2 separate regions of the Mus musculus genome follow, and region 2 is linked to region 1. Evidence: chromatin contacts called from public promoter capture Hi-C data. All regions are on one chromosome and are shown on one strand. Each heading gives the region's core, a stretch centred on a gene start, on an enhancer-like site or on the middle of the called end of the contact. The rest is flanking DNA. Distances are from core to core; before and after follow the strand shown. Region 1 holds the start of Ube2s (ubiquitin-conjugating enzyme E2S). Region 2 holds the start of Egln2 (egl-9 family hypoxia-inducible factor 2).

What was found. Promoter capture Hi-C pulls out the DNA fragments that hold promoters and counts their contacts.
Region 2: a contact with region 1 is called in a promoter capture Hi-C map of cranial neural crest. The contact joins the promoter of Egln2 here to the promoter of Ube2s in region 1. A contact is called at or near these places in 3 of 39 promoter capture datasets (cranial neural crest, maxillary cranial neural crest and pre-B cells).

What each region holds. Positions count from the first base shown.
Region 1 is chr7:4,809,906-4,815,788 of GRCm38.p6, forward strand. Ube2s (ubiquitin-conjugating enzyme E2S) reads right to left here and starts at 2,435. Exons shown (of 4, transcript NM_133777.2): 1 at 2,258-2,435; 2 at 1,504-1,651; 3 at 517-707. The coding sequence starts at 2,260.
Region 2 is chr7:27,162,851-27,168,426 of GRCm38.p6, forward strand. Egln2 (egl-9 family hypoxia-inducible factor 2) reads right to left here and starts at 3,952. Exons shown (of 6, transcript NM_053208.4): 1 at 3,834-3,952; 2 at 1,770-2,878. The coding sequence starts at 2,648.

The DNA.
Region 1 (5,883 bases), core at 1,185-3,684:
GTGTCCCCAAAACTGTCTCAGGCAGTGTAATACCCCCCAAGTTAAAAACATTAGTACAGGAAAACAACTTTGAATTAAAATAGTGGTGATGGTTACAGTGCAACAAACAACAAAACAAAAACCACAAGAAAACCACTCAGCTGGGTAGGTGGCACAATCCTAGAAATCCAGCTTCTGATTAATTTGTCTCATTAATCCACTTGCTTGGGTCAAAAAATATAATAGCCATGGCTGGAGGTTAAGTTCATGGCCAGTTTGGGCTTTTAAAAAGTTCACTTTTAAATTGAAACATGTAAAAAAGAGTCTCTAAACCACACACTGCTCTCTACCTTCTATAAAACCACCCTATTAGTTGTCAGGTCTCTACTTTGACACTACAATACAGTACTTAGTGCCATAAGGCAGTCCTTCCATTATTTCCCAGTAAGGCTGGAAACTTCATTTCTATTTGACTTTGTCTCCTACTACTTCAGTTTATTTTTAAACACTAGATGAAGTACCATGGCTGAAACTCACCAGCAGCACATGTCGTATGCCCAATTCAGCCGTCCAGTCCCTCTTGAGCACATTGACACAGATCTCGCCATTGGGGCCCACATTTGGGTGGAAGATTTTAGTCAGGAAGTAGCCCTTGGGTGGGGAGGCAGGGAAGTCCTTCCCCAGTAGGAGCTTCATACGGAACAGACCTCCAGCATAGGGAGTCCCTTCTGAAGAGGAGGAAAAGGGGCTGCTTTATTATATCCTAACATCCTTCAACATTGCCACTCTTCAGGACAAAGGGACCCAACCCACCAACTTTTCCTGTAAACCATTTTCCAAGCCTTTCCCCATCCTCATGAGAGGTGTGTTTTCATTTACCTACTTGCTTGGGTCAAGTGGTAATCATAGATGGTCTACACCTGGCAGTTGCTACACTAGCTAACAGCAGACCAGGCAGACATATTGCACACCCTCAGCATTATAGGCCAGTCACCTGATTTTGAAACTGATTTTAGCTGACTATATAGAAATTCAGTTGACAAATGAGGTCTGAAAAATCTAACTGGTTTGCTTAAAATATGCAAATCAGCTTATTACCACCAGTTTCCCCTCACAATGCTTTTTGTTTAGTCTTGGGACATTCGATTGATTAGTGTTTCAGATCCCCTGGCATACATTTTTTTTTTTTCTCTTCAAGACAGGGTTTCTCTGTGTAGCCCTGACTGTCCTGGAACTCACTCTGTAGACCAGGTTGGCCTCGAACTCAGAAATTCGCCTGTCTCTGCCTCCCGAGTGCTGGGATTAAAGGCGTGCACCACCACGCCCAGCTACACTTTCTATTTCTGCTTCACTTATATGCATCCTCACGTCTCTGGAAAGTAACACTTGACAGCCTTAATGCAAGCCTAAGCAAAAGGCCACATTTTGTCATAAGCACCTGAGAGGCTGAATCCTATTTGTCCCACAGCCACAAGACAGAAGAAATCTGGTCAAGTGGCCCCTCCCTTCCGTGCTCACACTCACCAGGGCCCTCGATGGTAACCTGCAGGTCTGTGAGATCCTCCTCATTGGGGAAGACTTTAATGCCATCAGGTGGGTCTGCCGTCAGTGTTGTCACCTCCTTGTACACTAGGCGGATGATGTGGGGCGGCAGATTCTCCACATTGGAGTTCTAGGCACGGAGGGAAAAGGAGAGTGAGCAGCCTGAAATAGCTAGGATTAAGGTGGGTGGATACCAGAATCCAGACTTTAGAGGTCCGAGGTTGTCAATCACTGCCTGTCAACTGGACCTAAGATGCTTCTGGCTTTTGCCCCATGGCTGACCGGGACGGTGTCTCAGAAAAAGCTTCTACGTGGCTCAGCGTACCCGAACCTACCCAAAGCGCTCGTTAAGACGCGCATGGGTCCACTACTGGTTCCAGGTGGGCCTGAGGCCTAGCCGGAGCCCTTCCCCTACTTAGGCTTGAAACAACCCCATCAACCGCCGCCCCCCCACACACACCAAAAAGAAAAAGGCTGGACGAAATGGCGGCGGGATGTCTTGCTCCTTAAAACACCCATGGGCGGGCCGCAAGGCGCCCAAAGCCCTCCCCAAGGTTCCGAGGGCTGCCTGGGCTCCCGCACCGTTTGTTGAAAGGCCCTGGGGCCGACTCCTGGCTCCGGACGTTCAGCCATGCCACCAAAGCACTCAGAAGCTGGCCAGAAAACACTTGGGACGCCGCAGTCGCCTCCTCTGCCCGAGTCCCCAACGGCCCCTCGGGCCTCCCGCGTCACTCACCATGACTTCAGCCGGCCGGGGGCGGGTCCCCCCGGCCCCCTTCCTGCACTCCTCGGACCGCCGGCCGGGGCGGGGGGCCCAACTGCCGGCCGCTGTGGCCCTAGCGAGGCCCCCGAGGCCCCACTCCGCTCCCACTAATTCCGACGTCCGCTACGAAACGCTCACAACGTTACGTCTGCTCCTCGGTAGAACCGGCCGCGCGCCCAACACCGCACTTTTATAGCTACTCGCAGGCCCCGCCCCCTCACGGCACGTCTCGACCGCGTACGTCAACGCGCACGTTGCTGGGCGGTCAACGCTCTTTTCTCTGTTCTTGTCAGAATAGTAGCAGAAGTTCGAACCCAGTTTGTGAGGAGTGCTATCACAATGAGGGCTCACGCCGGCTGAGGAGTTGACCTGGGAGAACCAAGCGGCTAAAAACCTAGAGCAGAGAGAAAGGGGGCGCCCGCCGAGGCGACGTGGCCGCTGATTGGACCGTTTGAATGAGACGCCGCCACGACTTGGGGTGCGCGCGCGCGCTCCGGCCTGGAGAAAGACGCGCACGCGACTAACGGTTAGGCAGGGGAAGGGGCGGAGCGAGGGAAGACAGGACTGGAGGGGTTAAAGGGATGACGGAAGGGGCCTTGACCAATAAACAGGGGCGGTCGTGATCTGGACTTGTGGGGCAGGTAGGAATTGAAAGCTACTAATGGGAAGCCAGCTCAGTGTGATAGACTCCAACCTCGACCAATGAAATGTCTCAATTTCTTTTGTGTATGCAAATGTTACGCTGGGAGTCTGGCGACCTCACCTGGAAGCCATGGAAGGGCGGAAGTGTGGACATAATTTGTCTATGGGGCTCCATTTTGTTCTGCGCTCCTGTTATGTGTTAGGAAGCCCTCAAAATCAGGTTGGTTGACTCCGAGGGCTTGGACTTCCTGATCCTCTAGAGTATGACTTGTGACTTTTGCCACCATTGTTTCTGTAGGGGTGCCAGAGGAAGAAGTCAGGGAAGTCTCACGTCCTTATTGAGAGCTTTGTGACTGACCTCCAGACCCCATAGACTTCTGTTAACTTTTTGAGAGACAGAATTTCATTACTGGCCTGGAACTCCTTTTTCCCCCGGGGTCGGGGGTTGTTGTTTTGGCTTTTCTTTTTTTAGATTTATTTATTGTTTTATGTAAGTACACTGTAGCTGTTTTCAGATGGTTGTGAACCACCATGTGGTTGCTGGGATTTGAATTCAGGGCCTTCGGAAGAGCAGTCGATGATCTTAACCGCTGAGCCATCTCTTCAGCCCTTGTTTTGGCTTTTCAAGCCAGGGTTTTTCTGTGCAGGCCTGGCTGACCTTCCTGAAACTCGAGCTATAGACCAGGCTGGCCTGAACTCACAGAGATCACCTGCCTCTACTTCCTGAATACTGAGATTAAAAGTGTATGCCACCATACCCTGGCCTCGTTCCTTTTATATCCATCCTCTAGCCTATGGGATAGTGCTGCCCACATTTAGGTCATCTCTTCCCTCACCCATAATTAACCTCCTGGTCCTGTCCTTACATATACTCCCAGAGGCTCTTACTAACCATGAAGTGTTAATCCAGTTATGACAGCATGGCAGAGATCTAGAGAGAATTAAACTATCTGCAGTAATCCCATGCTGGGGAGAGAACAGACTGAAGCTTTGACTGCAGAGGAGTAGGACCTCATCTCCCAGGAAGAGATTTCACAGTTCTGACAACCTGTCTCATAGCTAAATCTGCATAAGCACATTTCTTGAGTCTTGTTTCATGTTTTCTGTAAAATTGTAGCTTTGCTAGAGGGAAAGCAGAAAGAAACAACCCTCTTCCCTGACAAGATCTGGCTATAGTTCTTAGGAAACTCATTTTCTTCACCAATTCTTTTTATTTATTTATTTTTATTTTATTTTATTTTATTTATTTATTTATTTATTTATTTTTTCCGAGACAGGGTTTCTCTGTGTAGCCCTGGCTGTCCTGGAACTCACTTTGTAGACCAGGCTGGCCTCGAACTCAGAAATCTGCCTGCGTCTGCCTCCCAAGTGCTGGGATTAAAGGCGTGCACCACCACGCCCGGCTCACCAATTCTTTTTAATTTATTTATTTTGAACATATAAATGTTTTGCCTGTATATATGTAGGTTCACAGTATGTATACCTGGTGCTCAGGGAGTTTAGAAGGGAGTATCAGATCCTCTGGAACTGGAATAACTGGTGGTTTGAACCACCATGAGGGTACTGGGAACTGAACTCAGGTCCTCTGTAAGAGCAACAAGTGCTCTTAACCACCAAGCTATTTGTTCTATTTGAGAACAGTATCCAAGAATGGAGTCATGTCAGGAGGATTTTGAGTGCTTGTGAGACAAGAGTCTTGTGACCTCTGTTTCGTCGAAACATGGAATTGTTCTTGGACTGTGTTTTGTACTCCTGTGCTCCTCCAAGATGTAGCAGCTAGGAGTGGCTTTGCTTCAGATTACCCCAATTGCTTGCTGATGTTATTCAGCTAAATGTTTAAACTGTACTTTACATACCTCTATGGAAAACAGGTTTTTGTTTCGTGTGGCTTGTTCTTGTGATTGTAGACAGTCTGAATTCATGAATCCTGTGGCCTTTCTTAACCCTCAGGGTATTACAGATCTCCATTTCTCAACATGTGGGCCTTGACCCCTTTGAGTCGGCGGTTGAAGAACCATTTTACAGGGGTTGCCTAAGACCATTGGAAACACATATACTTACATTATGATTCATAACAGTAACAAAACTACAGTTGTGAAGTAGCAATGAAAATAACTGTGGTTGGGGGTCATCACAACCTGAGGATCTGTGTTAAAGGGTTGCAGCATTAGGAAGGTTGAGAACCACTGGTATAAATTTTCTGAGGCTATGAATAAAGTAGGCTATTGCATGAAACTTTAGTCTGCCTGATTTATTGGTTCCATTCTCCCAGGTCCCACTGCCTTTAGAGTAGTTACAGTCCAGCCCCCTTATTTTACAAATTTTTGTCTTAAGGTTTTCTCCTATGGAGATGAGCTACAGGCTTCAAGATGACAGAACCAGTCAATCCTGTTTGACTCCAGCATGACTAGTAAGCAAAAGAAACAAACTTACATAGGGGTAACTATTCATGACTTTGGATTAGGCAATGGTTTCCTACACCTAATGCCAACAACAGCCACAAAACAAAACAAAACAAAACAAACAAACAAAAAAAAACCAAATAAATCCGACTTCATCAAAACTAAAAAAGTTCACGTTCAGAGGACCAAAGTGAAAAGATACGGGTTGGGGTATGGCTCAGTGGTAGAGCACCTGCCTAGACTCTGCCAGTGAAGGATTAGAAGTATGGCTCAGTGGTAGATGGTCTGCCTACAGTCCAGCAGCCTGGGCTACATGAGACTGTTTGAAAAAGCCAAACCAAACAAGGTGAGGATTAAAGTACTTGCCTTACAAGAAGGAATTGATCTTAAATTCCCAGAATCCACATAAAAGCCAGTTACAGTAGCAAGCATCTATAATTCCAGGAAAAAGATAGGAAATCCCAGGAGCTGGGAGGTCAGCTGGTCTGTGTATATAGCAGCAAAGAGGAGCCCTGCTGCAAACTAGGTGTAGGTGAGGGCTGACCCACTTATAGA
Region 2 (5,576 bases), core at 2,702-5,201, about 22 Mb after region 1:
GCATTATCAGAAGCCAGTGACTCAGTCAGACAGCAGGCCCTGCCTCCAAGCTACAATTAAAGGGGCAAACTACACTAGCTGGACCCTCCCTGGGGATCCCTCTGCTCACCCTGATGCCAGTCAATTCCTCCAGCTACAAGTCCACAGAGAAGAGACAGGGAAAGAAGGGAAGGGAAAGGCAGAGGAAGAGCTCTGCTCAGGAATGACCTAGGCTAGGTTACTACTGGTCAAGGCCACACTTCTGGCCGGTCTCCTCACTGCCACTGCCTCAGATCACTTCAATACCCCCCAGTCACAACTCTCGAACACAGTAAGGGAGGCTACATGTGGCCCTTCCTTTGTAAGTGGGAGAGCATGGAGTTGCCATGTAGAGTGCTTGGGCTATAGCTCCCTCTGTCCCTCTGACCAATCTGACCTGTTCTTTCCTCCCGAGGGATAAGAGCCACTTAAAAGAACCTGACTCTTAGCCCTCCACAGTCCTAGCTCAGGTCCTGTCACTAACACAGGTGGGAGGAGGCCCCACCTATCCCTTTAAATTGCTTTCCCAAATTGCTTGAGTAGCCAGGCACTTGAACCAGCTTTCTCATCCTCTGAGGCTACAAAGCTATGTCCCAGTCCCTGGGTGCTCAGCTCTCCTGGTGTCCCCACTGACTTCCCTCCTGCAAAGCTGCTGAGCTGGGGAAGCAACACCGATCTTGCCTGCACAGAAGCCAAACCCAGGGAGGCTCTTCAGCTATCAAGTAACAGGAGGGAGATGGAAGTAGGGCAGGTTCCAGCTGGGGTGGGGAGGAAACAGACCTGGGCCTGGGGGATGGGAGGCAGGGGCCATGGTGCCCAAGCCAGTTCCAGTCGGAAAAGAAAGCTGTACTGAGGCAGAACCCAAGATAGGGCCGTGGAGATATGGGAGGGCACCATTAGGGCAGAGCGCAGTCCGTAAGACCACCAGCCTGCAGCAGGCACTCTCTCAACGGACTGTATTCAGATCACACCAAGCCTCAGACTCACACACCCTTCCATGAAGAAAACAGGTATGTCAACAGACTAGAAAGGCCGTGGAGGTCACTGTCTGTCCAGTCGGCTCCTGACAACTGCCCACTAAATGTACACCTTTCCCAAGAAGGTCTACGGCTTTCAGCAGATTTATCCGAAAAGCCCTGACTTCAAAAGCATTAAGAACTACTGTTCTGCAACAAGGAGGCATAGAGGAGAAAAATATAAAGGCAGAGGGTCAAGGAAAGAGATCAGAGACATGCAGGTAGGAAGTGACAAACAGTCAGAGAACAGAGAACAGGGACTGGGGCGGGGAAGAGTGGGAAAGAGCCTGACAAGTGCTCTACCTGCGCGAGCACACTGTCACCCAGTGTCACCATTGGGAAGCTGCTCCTGGTGCTCCTGGCTCCAAGAGTAGGCTCACAGGGCAGAATGGAGGCCAGGCTCCGTGCTCAACTAGACAGGCAGCACCCCATCCTCGGCCTAGGCTAACTCGACACTGCCAGCCTTCCCTCCGCCTTCTGGTTCTGCCATCTGCGTGCCAGCTTCACTACCCGTGGTCTAAGGAGAGTCTGGACAGTCAGGGGCTCTGGGTCTCCCAAGGTCGAGGACCACCACCACCCCGGGCTGAACTATTTCTGGTACAAAACTCAAAGTTTGGAGGGAGGTAACTGTAGCCCCTCTGACGGAGGTGCCTACACCCTGCTACATAACCCGCAGAGGATTGTCTCCAGACCCCCATGCCACAGCATCAGGCACGCACCAGAAAAGTGCCTTACCTTGGTGCGCCCATTGATGACGTAGTTGCCCAGCCGCCCTGCACAGTGGCGGATTACTGCGTCCACGTGAGCCATGAGGGCACCAATGCTCCGGCAGCCTGGCTCGTGACCTTCTACCCAGGCAATCTGGTCCCCACGAATGCTGCGCGGTGGGATCGCCCGCTGGCTCACTAGTTGCCCATCACGAAGACGCCCGCCCCACTTCAGGGCTTCCACCTCAGCCAGCACACGGCCACCCAGTACTGCCCCCAAGAAGTTGTCCTTGACACAGATACCATAGTACCGCATGCAAGGCACAATATAGTCCAGGGCCAGGCGCTCAGGTGCAGAGGGCTGGACTTCCTCCCTCAGCCTAGCACTTGCCTCGCCACTGCTACTGGTAGTGTTGCTGCTGCTGCTGCTGCTGTTGCTGGCACCGCTGTCACAGCCCATACCACTTTCCCCCTTGGCCTCCTGGTTCTCTTGCCTGGCCCACGGTCGCTTGCTGGGTGAAGGGGCATCCCCACCATCCTTGGCCCACTTCCGTTTGGGGGCCTCAGGCCGGGCACCCTGGGCCGCCAGTCGCTGGCACTCCTTGGTGACCAACGCAGCAGCACCTTCACTCTGCAGTGGCCAAAGCTCACCACCATCCTGCCCACCAAAGCCCTCCCGCAGGGGACTGGCAGTGGTCGTAGTAGCAGTGGCTGTGGTTCTGGGGGTCCCATTGCCAGCCGAGGCCTCCCCAGATGCTCCTGGACGGTGATAGGCCGGGAGCAGAGGGCAGGGCAGGTAACTCTCCACCCCCATTCTGGCTCGGCTAGACTCCAAGGACTCTGACACAGACCCTGGCAACTGAGGGAGAGCTTGATTCAGGGCCTGCGGCTGGCACGGGCTGTCCATGGCAGCAGTGTCTTCATCCCCCGGGCATGGAGGGCACGGCCCGGGCCCATGGTGCCACCCTCCTCCGCCTCCTCCTCCTCCACTTGATGCAGCCCGGGGCCGCTGGGCCTCGTGTGGGGCAGGGTGAGGCAGGGCAGGCAGCAGGGGCTCCTCTAGTGCTCTGGGGGTGCTCGCTGGTCCCCAAGTCCACAGTTGTCTCTAGGAGCTTGAGAAGGGACTGATGGGGGTGGCTGGAAAAGAGAAAAGGAAGAACTTAAAAGAAGTCAAGAGACGAGCAGGTGGGAAGGGGTGGGGATGGTACCAGCAGGAAGTAGATGACAGACTGGGCCACAACAAACACACACGCACACAGGGAGACAACATGGGGCATATAACTTGGGAATTTGAGAGGGAATGTCTGGCATAAAGAGTAATAGAGAGAAAGTGCAGAGAACGTTGCATGACGGCCCAGAGAGGAAGGTGATAGGGAGACAGATATCTGTGGACGAAAAGCGACGATGCAAGTGGAAAATACAAGGTACCTGCCTGAGGTTTCTATAGAGACTCAGAGAGATGAGGAGGGAGGAGACACAGAAAACGGGAGTGTGGAATCTAGGGTAAAGTCAGGGTTGTGGGGAACCAACGGGCAATGCCACCGCGCAACATTCGCGGGAACCTAATCGCCTGGGTGGAAGATTACGAGCCAGGGCAGGCGGGGAAAACCGGGAGTCCAGGGACAAAGAGAACAGGGAGAAAAACAAGACGGCAGGGGAGCGGGAGGGCCGGTGGGGTCGACCTGTGCCCTACGGGAGGAAGCCTACTGGGGCCCGACACACACCCAGCCGGAAGGGAGGTCCTGCCAGACGGACGGACTGACGGAAGGGAGCCCGAGAGCAGAGTCCGACCCGACTGCCTTCCTCCCAACCCCCTCCGCCAGGACCCAGGGGCCGCGGGACGCCCCGGGTGACTGAGGCGGGGCCGCCTCGGCCCGGCCCCTCCCCTTGGTGGTTATTGCGCGCTCCCGTGGCCCCCAATGGTCCGCCCCACCGCGCCGGGCGCGCGCTTCCTTCCCCACCCCCAACGCCCTAGCGTGGGGTCGCTGCCGCCCGCGCGCGCTCCCGCCTCCAGCCCCGTCGCCCGCGCCCGGCCACCGGGCCTCAGACTCCTTCTCCTCCCCGGGTCTTTCCCTTCGCGCGACCTCCTCACCGAGCTTTTTCCTCCGGCCTCGGCGCCGCCGTTTGTGCCAGCCGCCCTGCGCTTCGCAGCGCGCCATACCCCGCCCCCCACCGCCCGCGACGCCCCGCCCCCGCCTCGCCCGCTGGGCACGTGACAGCGGCCCGGCCGAGGAGACTGCGCGTGCGCGAACCGCACGTTGACAGGAGGCTTAGAACGCACTGCCCAAGAAGTGAGCTGGTCCGGGACGCGAGGCTTATTTGCATTATGTGCTCCTCCCCTTCCACGCGAAAGCAGACACGCAGGTTCAGTAAAAGGCGTTCTGTGAGTTCTCAAGACGGCCCCTTGGAGAGGGGTACAAAAGAGCAGTTTCACACAGAAAGGCCCACCCCTCGGAGCCAAAAGTGTCAGTGAACTTGTCAGCTGGGTTCTTGGCATTTGCTATGCAAATGTCTCATTTACATGGGCCGCTCCTGCACACAGCCCAAGAGTATATTGAGAAATGACTGCGCAGTTAGTTGGAAAGTGTATGTAAATTCCTACGTCAGTAATTTACATAAGCACTTAAAAAAAAATAACGGTGAGTACGGGACGTCCTTAGAGAAGCGAAACCGGGTAGAACAAATGAGCAAATGTGTACTATTTGCATGACCCGCTCCTCGCTGCTCCCTCAGGGCAACTGTGGGAGTCAGATTAAAGCAACCTGGGACAGACTCACAAAGAAGACATTTGCAAAACCCAGCTCCTCTGTAGCCCAAGCGGATTTTTTGTTTCTGTAGTGCTGGAGACTGAATCCAGAGCTTCACATGTGCGATGCAAGCGCTCTACCACTAAGCTACTCTTAATATTTATACCACCATTCCGGGGAGGGCTGTGTGGATAGGGTTATTTGAATGCCCGACCCTTTCCACCAACTCCAGGGCCTAACAAATGGGCAATAAGTGGGCTTGGATACTTGCTGACATTTTGTGAGAGCAGCTGAAGCTGTCCTGAGGGGGGCTGCACCTGTCTCCAGAAGGCTATGGCTATAAAGACATCAGGGTACATTAAGTATGACCAGGAGTCCGGGTTGCACAAGAACCACAGTGGCACATGGCGAAGAATGTTCGTGTTCGCAGGCACACAGACACACACAAAGAAACAAATCTCCATCAGTGCACACACAAACCTCAGGAGCACGTGTTTTTAGGAACACAGTGAGCCACCGTCCTAGTTTGCAGACATGAGGTGGTGTACACTAAGTCAAACCAGGCACAGACTCAAGACCCCCCCTTAGATTCCCAAGTCCTCGGTCTTGATGTTGCACACAACAGCAGCCTCACCAACACAGTCACCAGGCCAGAGACTACTCACATGCCACAGTGTCATACTGCCCCATACATGTCACACACAGGGATGTCATCGCTGCACACACCACCTTTGATGGATCGTGTACTGCCACTACCATGAAGCATGTACACAACCTGGGATGGGTACATTGTAATCCCAGCTCATGGGAGGCTGAGGCAGGGAGACCTCAAATTCCAGGTTAGTCTAGGCTATAACAAGGCCCTGTGTCAAAAAGGGGGGCTGTGTGTAGGAAAAAGCAAGGACATGTATACAATGACGAACTCTGTCCTCAATGAGTACGTGAGCCAGGATGTACCTACCCCAACTTGTCCCACAAACCAAGTCCCACCACCCACAAACAGGGGCTCCTCATGCAGAGGCCTATTCATAGCTTCCATTAGAGACCACTTCGGTTTCCTCATCTCAGAATGACAGAGGCCGAAACAC